Regions from separate parts of the Rattus norvegicus genome. Here region 1 is linked to region 2. The links are chromatin contacts, called in public Hi-C maps. All regions are on one chromosome and are shown on one strand. The core of a region is the stretch at or near the end of the contact, and the rest is flanking DNA. Distances in the headings are between cores, read along the strand shown. Region 1 has its middle 85 kb from the start of Sesn3. Region 2 has its middle 220 kb from the start of Fam76b.

Region 1 (5,419 bases), core at 892-3,391, 140 kb after region 2:
AGGCACAGTCGTCTTCCTCACACAGCTTATCTCCCTTTTGAAGAAGTCCAGACAGTAAATAGACGTTAGATGAAATCACTTTAGGTGGAGAACGAACTTGGCTTGAAGACAATGACACAGGAGAATGTGGGAGCAGAGGAGAGACACACAGGCACCACAAGCCATCATTCAGACAGCACAGGCCACAGGGGTCTCCTGACAGGGACATAAGGACAAGGCTCTGCACAGCCCTGAGCTGGCATGTGCTGATGTTAAAGGGCTCGCTTCTTTCCCTTGAGCCTCCAAAGCTGGTTGCAGCAGGCCTCTGACATTGGCCTCTTTCTTGGGTTTTCCACTATGGCGGAAACTGCTGGAGAACCCACTGTCCAATTTGCCTTTCTATCCACTTGACACATACTGTGCGTGCCCCATGTGTACTGTGCCACCCTCGAGGAACAAGAGACAGTATAGAAACTGGCACCTGACCATGGCCTCATGGGCCACACAATGAATTCAAGTTACACACCAAGAGCAAGTTGCATATTTACGGCCGATTGTGTTTGGACCAAATGTAAACTCGGGATTACTTATAATGGCCAATGTAGAGAAACATCTCAAGTGTTCATTGAAAAACAGGTGAAGAGGGAAAATGGGAGGTAAGTTTACATCTGTGCATGCTTATTCTTCTGAAAAAAAATGTAGTTAATACAGTGTTGTGCCTTAAAAATATGCAGAAGTATAACTTATTTGCGTACAAGTGTTCTTACCACCAAAACACTCTGGGATTTTGAATAGGCTGTTACATTTATTTGCAAATTGTGTCATTGATGTCCATGGTACTACTGTGCTCACACCTAACAAAGTGAACACAGTGTGTCTGAGGTTTAAAAGACTGAATTTAGACATGGTATTATGTATGTGTGTACACATATACCACCCATGGGTGTGTTTGTCCTAATAAGTATATGCCTGGTGGTTTATGAGCTCACAAATCAGAACAAGAGACATTGGGCTGTGACAAGAGTAAAGCAAGCCTGCTGTCCAGTGGAATTCACTTCCTCAAGTTCAGCCAAGAGCAGGCTGCCTGAGTTCTAAAAGGCAAAGGCTGGTAACCAGGCAGTCAAACCTTCTAAGTCACAGCAGAGGAGCAGTGATCTCAAGAGATGATGGGTAACCGCTGGTCCAGCCAAGCAGATGCCAGATGAGCAGTGATCTGTAGGTGTAAGGGGAGGGGCTAGTGGCTTGGCTGTTGCCAGAGTGGCCTAGGCAATAGCAACTGCCTGGCAAACAGATGAAATCTGGTTCTTAGAATAGTCTCAGAGATGGCTCCGTGGTTAAGAGCACTGACTGCTCTTCCAGAGGTCCTGAGTTCAATTCCCAGCAGCCACATGGTGGCTCACATCCATCTGTAATGGGCATCTGACACCCTCTTCTGGTGTGTGTACACAAAATAGATAAATCTTTTTTTAAAAAAAGAATATTCTCGGGGCTGGGGATTTAGCTCAGTGGTAGAGCGCTTACCTAGGAAGCGCAAGGCCCTGGGTTCGATCCCCAGTTCCGAAAAAAAGAACCAAAAAAAAAAAAAAAAAAAAAAAGAATATTCTCGATACTCCATGCTTACTGCTCCCAAGGCTCCTTGGGAGTAGAAGACATAGCCAAGACTTGGGAGGAAGGTGAGGAGCTCACAGGAAAGAGAATAAAAACAGCTTTCTTCCAAACTTTCAAAGGTGCCAATGATATTTCTTAACAGTTCTCCTTCATTTTGTGCAGTAACAACAAGCCACGTCCACGGAAGCATGAAAATCGGTACCTCGGCACAGTCAGGCTCTCCACATGACTGGCACGACGCTGCTTTGTTTGAAAAAAGCGTCTGTATTCTGGGCAGCAGTTTTTGAGCAGAGGTCTTAAAGAGCGACCTTCTGGGATGATCCTGTCCAGACCGGAATCAAGAGGGAGCTGGATAGAATAAAAGTACTTGGAGGCCTCTACCCAGAACTTTCTGCTCCTGTAACAGTATTTCGGTCACTGGTCCTCTGGTATCTCTCGTTCCTCCTCTACCCAGCAAGGGTGCCAACGCCCAGAAGCGCTGCAGTGTGCGGGGATGGACATGGAGTTACAGTGAACCAGCAAGGGCACCTGGCCCTCTCTGGCCCAGGACTCTGCCCTTGCAAAGCTCTAAGCTCAAGCCAGGAAAGAGCACCACCGCGTTTGCCTTGGCTTTTTATAGAGTGTTGATCCAGGGATCTGTTTTTACATTTGAATGTGGCAGTTAACTGTAGCGTAATAGATTGCAGACCTTAGAGAAAAGATCGCCTGGAGGCTTCAGTGAAGGAGAGGGGGCTGGCTGCACGGAACTGCACCGTCAGCTGGTTCTAGCCGGGCACTGGGCCACCACTGCCTTTATTTTTAAAGGAGTCGTTGACCTTCAACAGGCCTGTATTAGAGTGGGGTGTGGGGAGGATGCTGCCAGGCACGGTGGGATTAGAAGAGTCTGGGAAGCTTTCAGGTTTTTTTCAGTCTGTTTACTGTCATGGAAATTCTGAGTGTGACTTAGAGGCCTCTCTGGCTCTGAGCCAGGTAGAAAGGTTTCATGGGGTGGGTTGGGGGTGGGGGTGGGATAAAATCAGGGATTCAACGGGGAAAAGACCAGAGTGGAAAAGCAGCTGTCTTGGCTCAGACCTTAGAAAAGGATGCAAAGGCCCAGTGCCCACTGTGAAGACAGGAGATGAATGAGACCCCGAAAGTTAGGGTGAAGGAGCCCATACCATTGTCGGAGGGCACCAGGCTGGGTCAACATGCTGACAACCTGTTAGAAACTGATTACAGTGTGTGTGTGGGGGGGGGGGGGCTTGATAAACACACACTCATTCATTCATTCATTCATTCATCCTGCAGTCTTTAGAACCTACTGTGTTTGAGACACACTGTGTTCACAGAGGTGACAAACACTTCAGCTCGCCACTCCATAGGACTGAGAGCTCAGCAAACACAGAGGCTCTGACTGGTGTAGGTAGAGAGAAACCAGAGCGACTTTGGGAAGGGAAGAGACAGGTCTCAGACCCTCAGGGCACACGGCCCTCTTCAGAGCACCCTGACTCATTATCACAATCGGGAGTGGGATTGCTAACTAATCTTGTGCTGAGGAGACTAGTGATTTAGTGTGTCCCCTGGCATTGCTGTCAACTGCCAAAGACACACAGGCTGTGAGTGTCCCTTCTCGTTCCAGTGTCGCTTTCAAAGGAGCTTTACATTGAGCCCTGTGAAAAAGGCTGAGGTGCCTTGCCGGAGGAAGCAGGTTGGGAAGGGACATGCAGAAGACCGCCTTCCTAGGAACACAGATGTCACTTAGGTAGACAGGCTGCTAGCCCTGAGCTAAAATGCATTCTGGGAACTGAAAGGGAGGTGGAAACCTTCTGGCAGGGTGGAAAGCTGAAAGCCCATGGCGAACAGCCACCACAGCCTTGCTTCCCTGGTCTGTTCTAGGCTCCCCACGAGCATGGACTTGTTTTCTGCTAAGCTCTCTGGAGTGAGTGTGTGTGTGTGTGTGAGTGTGTGTGTGTGTGTGTGTCTGTGTGTGTGTGTGTGTGTGTGTGTTTATTTTTTTAACAACCTGAAGAGAAATAACACATGGCAACTTGGTGAGCTAAAGAGGTCAGAGAACAGATGCAGAGTGAAGGCGGAGGCAGGGAGCTGCTCCTGGCTGGCGGCCAGAGCCACTATTATTTTTTCTGGCCAATAATCAGAGTGCTTAAAGATGATGAATACCTTCAGAGTTGCGGGGGGCGGGTGCTGGCTCCTTGGACAGTTTATTCACAGAGACCCCGAGCAAGCAGGACAGTAGGGGTGAACCCGATGTCCCCTTGTGCATGGGTAGGACAATAATACTGTGCTGCTGTCCTTTATTTTAACAAGCCTGAGACTCTGACAATGCTCTGAACATGACGCTCCCACCACTCCTCCCCAGAACTCAGATGGCGCACCAGAGGAAAGGCAGGCCGTGTCAGCTGTGTGGAATTTCAGCTTTCTACTTTGCTTGTGTGACTTCAGGCTCTCCCCAGCTCTCCACTATCTCCTTACGGAGATTAGCGGAGCTTGGAAAACATCAGGCACCTTAAGTTTTATATACACTAGCAGAAATATACTTCCCAGCTGTCCCTTTTTTTGCTTCTCATTGGGTTAAATAAACTAGAAACAGTTTTTAAAGAGGAAATTTTATAGTTTCTCAATATATGCTGACAATATATGCTCAGATGTTGTCAGCAATGGAGTTTAGCGTGAAGAAAAGTTCTGCTAAGTAAGGAGGACAAGGACACAATTGTAATGTTGTCCAGGCTACCTGAGGAAACATTTGAACAGCAGTGGCACCCGCCCACATGTAAACCTTGGTACGCTACTCACAAAGCCTGCCCCTTTCTTAAACGCTTACTCTCCAAAACCGTTTCAATAATGAGTGTTTAGCCTGTTTTCACTACTGCACTCTTGAGAGATTTGTCAAGGTACACACCTTTGCAAGCACACCCTCAAAGTTAGCTTGAAATCATAATTCTGCTCCTGGTTAGAATTTTCTAAAATCAACCAAAGAAAGAGGATGGCAAAAAGCTAGAGAGATGACTCTGCAGTTATGAGCACTGGCTGCTCTCGCAAAGGGCTGGATGTGGTTCCCAGCACCCACACAGCAGCTCACAACTGACTGTAACTCCAGCTCTATGGAATCTGCCACCCTTTCCTGACTTTTGTGAACATGCAGCACATGCATGGTAAACAGATATGTATATGCATGCAAGCCACTCATACAGGTAAAGTAAATAAACCTTACTTTAAAAAAAAATGCTATGTAAAAGGATGGATAAAAAGGAAGGAAGCTAGATTTCATGCAGTCTGCAAGATCCATGGCCTTCATTCCCTCAGGGAGGGGCATTAGACTCAGAAGGCCCCTTGGAACCCATTTGCACAAGACTTTATCTCCAACCAAGACAGGGCTTCATCCACGGCACGTGTGATGAACAGCCAACTCCGAGCCAGCGTCAGAGTCCATGAAAGCCTCTCTCCCACCCTTCCCTGTGGCTTTTGGTCAGCTACCTATTTTGATGTGACACTTTTGAGCTCACCACCTCAAGGTTGGAAACCAGGACTTGAAATAACCCAACAGGGGAAGGATGGATCCACTGTTTAGATCCAGCTCGGTCTTGAACAGCCTGTCCAGGCTTTCACACTTTGATCGCCCTCAACCTTTGCTGGTCTGCTCCACTCTTGCTCTCACGGTTTAGCCAAGAGCCTCCCAAGCCAAGCTTGCCAGGGTGAAGCAGGACTACAGCCTCCTCTCAGCTCTCAAGGAATCCCTCAGATCCCCTGCAGTTGACCTAACAATTCCTAAATATCTGGCTTCACACCTTGTTCACGGTCAGACTCCACACAGCCTCACCTCCAAAGGGCAGGATTA
Region 2 (5,241 bases), core at 516-3,015:
TCGTTGCAGAGGCTGGCTCGTTCCCTGGACAAATGCAGAAGTGTGGGTGTGTTGGGTGGGGTCTCCTGTGGCTCTACACTCTCTCGAGTCCTTTCTAGTCCATTCAAGCACACTTCCCACAGCTATTGCATCAACCATTTCTTCCGTCTGCACTGCTTTCCCTCAGACATTTTTATAGTCAATCTTGTCACCTCCTTCAAGTTTTTCCTACTTCCACTTTGCTGGAAATACAGGCCTTACCATTGTTCACATCCTGAGGCACAGTCTTTGCTTTGGCCTAATTCTTTGCTCACTATCTTTCAAGGTGCATGCGCTATTTTATTTCTTCTTGCAGTGAGTTCCCCTTGTAATCTTAAAAGTACCTTGTCTATCATTTCTATAGATTTGCTGTGGGAAAAGAGCTCGTCATTTTGAGAACTGAGAAAGCCCCAAGAAAATTATGTTAATTATGCAGATGTCTGAAGGAAGAACATTCCGGAGAGAAGAAACAGCTGGTGTAAAGACTGTGGGGGCAGAAGTGTGGTGGCAGGAAGGAGCAGGGGCCTATGGAGGCTTTCGATTGACTAGAACAGAGTGTCTGGGGAGAAGTCAGTGGAACGTAAGCTCAGAGCAAAGGGGACAAGGAGGTTTACAGAAATGTATATGGAGCCAGGAGGCCATTTTGTAGACTAGACTTTTCCCTTGAAGAGAACAGAAAGAGAGGAGTGGAGTGATATAACTCAATATTTCTAGAGGTAAGAGTAGGCAGGAAGAAGAAGGACCAGGGCCTAGCATGCATGAAACCCTAGGGTTCAGTCTCTGCACAGGGTGGCAACACGCACCCTTAATTCCAGCACCTGATAGGCTGAGGCAGGAAGTCCAGGCTTTCAAGGTTATCCTTAGCTATACAGTGAATTCAAGGCCAACCCGGACAATGTGAGACTTAAAAATATGTGCCAGGTATTTTCCCATTTCTCCAACATAGTGTTGAAGGCCTGCGCGGAGTGCCACCTTGAGTCCTGCTAGTTGTTAATCAAACGGAAGGATGTCGTAGGTTACTTTTAAAATAAATTAAAAATCAGTTCGGTTTGATTGCAGGATGAGGAGATAGCATTTGCTCATCAGCTGTGAATTCCCCAAGCCCTGGCACTTTTTGTAACTTAGATGAACAAGATCTTGAAGCCAGCTTCAAGCTTGGCTAGAAGCAGGCGCTGTCTTGCAACCTCTCAGGCTCACTCAGGGGCATCGGACAAATTTCTTGTTTGTTGTTGTTAAGATCCCAGGCTGAGGTCCTTTCAGGAGGATGCTGTGGAACGCCAAGTTCTTATTAGAACTGGCAAAGCTGATGTTAGCCACCCTCTGATCCATGGAGCGCCAGTTGTATGTGATAGATTTAAGGAGCCAGAGAGACAGCACATTACTCAAAAGACAGTGAGGTCAATGATTCTATAGCAATCAGTGTGTTTGCCGAGGGAGGGAAAGAGGTGCCCGCTGCAGGCACAGATTCCAAGAGGTGGCTCAGGCCACTAGGCTGAGCTCCCATCTCCCTTCAAGACTGTGCACTTCCTGATTTGTAACATGGCTGGCAGAGCTCGCTTGGCTCCCAGCTGTTTGACCTTGAGGCAGGTGGTCTCAGCTGGAGTCCGTCCACCCATCCAGGCCTCCTCGAAAGGGTCATGAATCTCCCTGAGAGGTGAGGTAATGGCTAGATCAGCACATGACACCTCCTGACGTGACCCCAGACAGGCAGAGGGCAGCCAATACTGAAGAGCGCTTCAGCCTGCTGACTGCTGATTCTCGAGCAGGACGGATTCAGTTTCTTGCCTCATACTTTCCATGGCTTTCCTGGCCAAGCCCTTGAAGCTTTGTAAGCAGAGGAAACCAGTGCAGCTAATTGCTCTGAGGAACCGTCTCACACTCCCCGCTCAGGGAATTTCAAAGGTCAACACCACAAGCTCTCTAAGTTCTCATGTGGCTCCAGTGAGATTCCTGAAAGCCCTCTCCTACGATGGCATTCAGGGCACACGTTAGCTATCTTTGTTCCTCGGGAGGAAGACATCATGGCCGTGAGGTTGTAGCTCAGTTGAAGGGTTCTTGAGAGCAACTTGTGTTGTGTGGGCCAGCACAGGGTCCTACACATCATCTCCTCATGCTCCTCAGCTTAATTGTGGCTGCAGTGGAAATTGTTATTGCTTGAGTGTTTATGTAAGGATGAAGAAAGGTTTGGTTGGAGCTCTCAAGAACATGGCAGTGGGTGTCATGGGGTGATACTTAGTCTGGATCTGCTGGAAAAGACTTCGCCCTGACGCGTGCTACTTTCCTGTTGCTGTGACAAGATCCTTGGTAAGCAGTTTAAGGAGAGAAGAATTTCTGTGGGTTCACGGCTGAGGATCTAGTCCATCTGGTGGGGAAGTCACCATGGCAGGAGCTCGAGGCAGATAGTTGCATGACATCTGCAGCTAGGTGGCTGGTAGTGATAAGTTCTGGTACTCAGCTCTCTCCTTATCTTTATCCAGTCTGGGACCCCAGCCCAGGGGAAGGCACTGCCCAGAGTTATCGTTATCATAGGTCTTTCCACTTCAGTGAACCTCATCTAGGAATTTCCTGCCTGGCTACCCAGAAGCCAGTTTTTCGTGGTAATTCTAAATCCAACCAAGTTGATAAGATGGACCGTTGTACCGTGTGATTGATTGCTACTCCTGGTGAGTAAAACAGAGTTCAACCACCTTTAACTCTAGCTCCTTTGTCCTTGAAGTACAAGGCAACAGCACCAGACTTGTGAGATTGCGAGATCTGGCTCAAACAGGCCCTCCCAAAAGGAAGACAAGATATATGCAAATTGTTCCACACAGAGGTGACCCGCTAAAACTGGCGGTTTCTTATGCTGAATGTGGTTGGCACTTCTGGGTGTAGAGTAAGAACACTGGAAATTTGAATGCCCTGCTTTGTGCATATACTCTTATGTTGAAATGTGCAGAATCTTCTGCAAAGCCATTCATCACACCCTGATGAATATCATCTAACATAACATCTATCACCTGCTCCCAGCCACAGAACTTTGAGTCGCTGAATGACTATTTTTAGTTTATACAGAGATCATGAGGAGGCTGTCCTATCTGACTGCATGTCTTAGGCTTTAGGCCCCTCTGCCCAACACAGTTTGCTCTTGAGGGATGCTTTCAGAAAGGTCTCAACATTCTGAAGAACTCCCTGTAATTAGGGATGCTCGAACACAACGAGAAGGCAACTAGCTCCATGAATGAAGTACAAGCCTCAGGCATCGCTGTGAAGGGAGACTCAGTAACCAACAGCAGGCATCTGTAGGCTGACATGGAACCATTAGAAGGACCCGACGGCTTCACCCCTGGACTGGAGTCCTGCTCCATGCTATGTGAAACCTCCAGGCTATACATGCTTTCCCAGAGCAAAGACTTCGAAACCTACCCAAGAAGATGTCTGCTTTGCATGAGCCTCCCTGCTGTGGGAAAATTGAAAGTCCCTTTAAAGCTCCCTTCCTCTCTGTTAACCCCAGTTCACACAGCTCTTGCTTCTGCCTTGCTTTCTCTGTGCTTGAATTGGTGCTTTTTTTTTTCCCCCTACTGAGTTCAAGCATCAAGTTCATCCAAAGATTTGACCTGGAACATTTACAGTGGGTCAAGTTCTCTGCCCCGAAGATCAGTGACTAGGGGGGTGCCTAGGGATTCATAACTGACTGGGAAAAGGAGACGCAGACCCCACATTGTATCCTGAGAGGAACAACCATGTACAAATAAAAATATTTCTCCCTTTGGGTTAGTTACAACGAGTTAGACCATATACATAAATAACAGCTCATGTAAACACATTGGAAGAATTCCTTCTGTATGAGCTCGGCCTTCTCTAGGGAATACATATGGGCATAAATATCTTCATAAAGTCAGCTTATTTATTCACAGTACCATGGGAGGAAGAAGTACTCTCACTTAAAACTAATCATTATAATTAAATTACAGTCAAGCTCCAGTGATCTACTCTGTGATGTCTGAAGCTATGAACAGCAAGATTGTTTTGTGGATGACAAGATCCTATTTTCTACCAGTGACTTTTTGGTTCTTTTCCTTAATTGAATGAGTTAAGGTTCTTTTAACCCACTGGGTTGACTTCAAGTATTGAGAGTTTATCTGTGAGCGCACAACACCAATGATAGATGATGACAGTGAACTCAGACAAGAATCGAGGAGCCATCAGCACCCTACAGAACCCTAGAGACTTCACCCCACTTCATCCTGGGTTTTATACTCGCTCATTCTTTAAAACATCATGGAGCCATTTCTGACTTTTGTTCATCCTTTAGTCTCAATCTAAACCCTTGTTCAAATCCATGACCCATCACTTCTGGCTGTGTGACCTTGAGCTCATTAATTAATATCTGTAGATTCTTGGTCTGTGAAATTGAAGTGTTAATAAATAGGAATCACCTTCCAAGCTTTCACTGGAGATTTTATGAGGAGGTCTGAATACCTAGCACATGGTATCACTACAGTTCCTTAAAGCAGGTTTCCCTAACTCTCCGCCACAATCCCCAACATCCTCTTCTTTCACAAACACTGTAACGCCAGCATCATTTTGCTCTGTTCATAAGCTTACCCTCTGTCATCAGGGGAAATAACATATTTTACTTGGCTATTCTGTGTACCCATATAGTGTCTGTTTTATCTGCCATAACAAAAAAATGCAAAATAGTGCTGCCTTATAAAAATAAAATTTGTGGTGTTGCTCTGGCCTCCAGAGCTTGAGGATAGCCAAATGTAAGGCTTACCTGTAGTAAAAATAAAACAACAACAACAACAACAATAACAACAACAACAACAAAAACTCCACTTAGTGGTCAAGCCTTTGTCTAGCATGTGTAAGGTCCCAAGTTCAACCTTTAAGTACCTCAAGGGAAGGGGAAAAGTTTGTTTCAGTTCTGAAGGCTGGGAAATCAATTAACAAGGTCCAGCAGGTTCAGTGCATGGTGAGAGCTATGTCAGGTTCACTGTGCTCATCTTTTCTCAGTGCCTGTACCTGGCAGAAAGGGGCTGGGAGTTTACATGATAGTTCTGTCATCAAAGCCCTCTCCCCTGCTGAGCATGGTCATGACAGGGATCAGGTTTCAACTTCTGCATGGGAGTTCAGTCTAGAGCCTGATAGTCTTTATTCTAAAACAAGGAAGGAGGAAGGGCTTACTTTGGCTCATAGGGCCTGGGTTCAGGGTAGGGAAGGCAGGTAGGAGGAGCTGAG

Evidence for each region. A called contact is a pair of places that touch in the nucleus more often than the background predicts.
Region 1: a contact with region 2 is called in a Hi-C map of psoas muscle, with 1.6 times the contacts expected there. The contact joins two enhancer-like sites.

What each region holds. Positions count from the first base shown.
Region 1 is chr8:19,327,645-19,333,063 of GRCr8, forward strand. No RefSeq gene overlaps it. Among named protein-coding and RNA genes, the nearest start is that of Sesn3, 85 kb to the right of the region's middle. Within about 2 kb of position 2,142, at least 46 of the 93 cell types and tissues checked have an H3K27ac peak or open chromatin away from gene starts, as enhancers often do.
Region 2 is chr8:19,188,091-19,193,331 of GRCr8, forward strand. No RefSeq gene overlaps it. Among named protein-coding and RNA genes, the nearest start is that of Fam76b, 220 kb to the left of the region's middle. Within about 2 kb of position 1,766, at least 8 of the 93 cell types and tissues checked have an H3K27ac peak or open chromatin away from gene starts, as enhancers often do.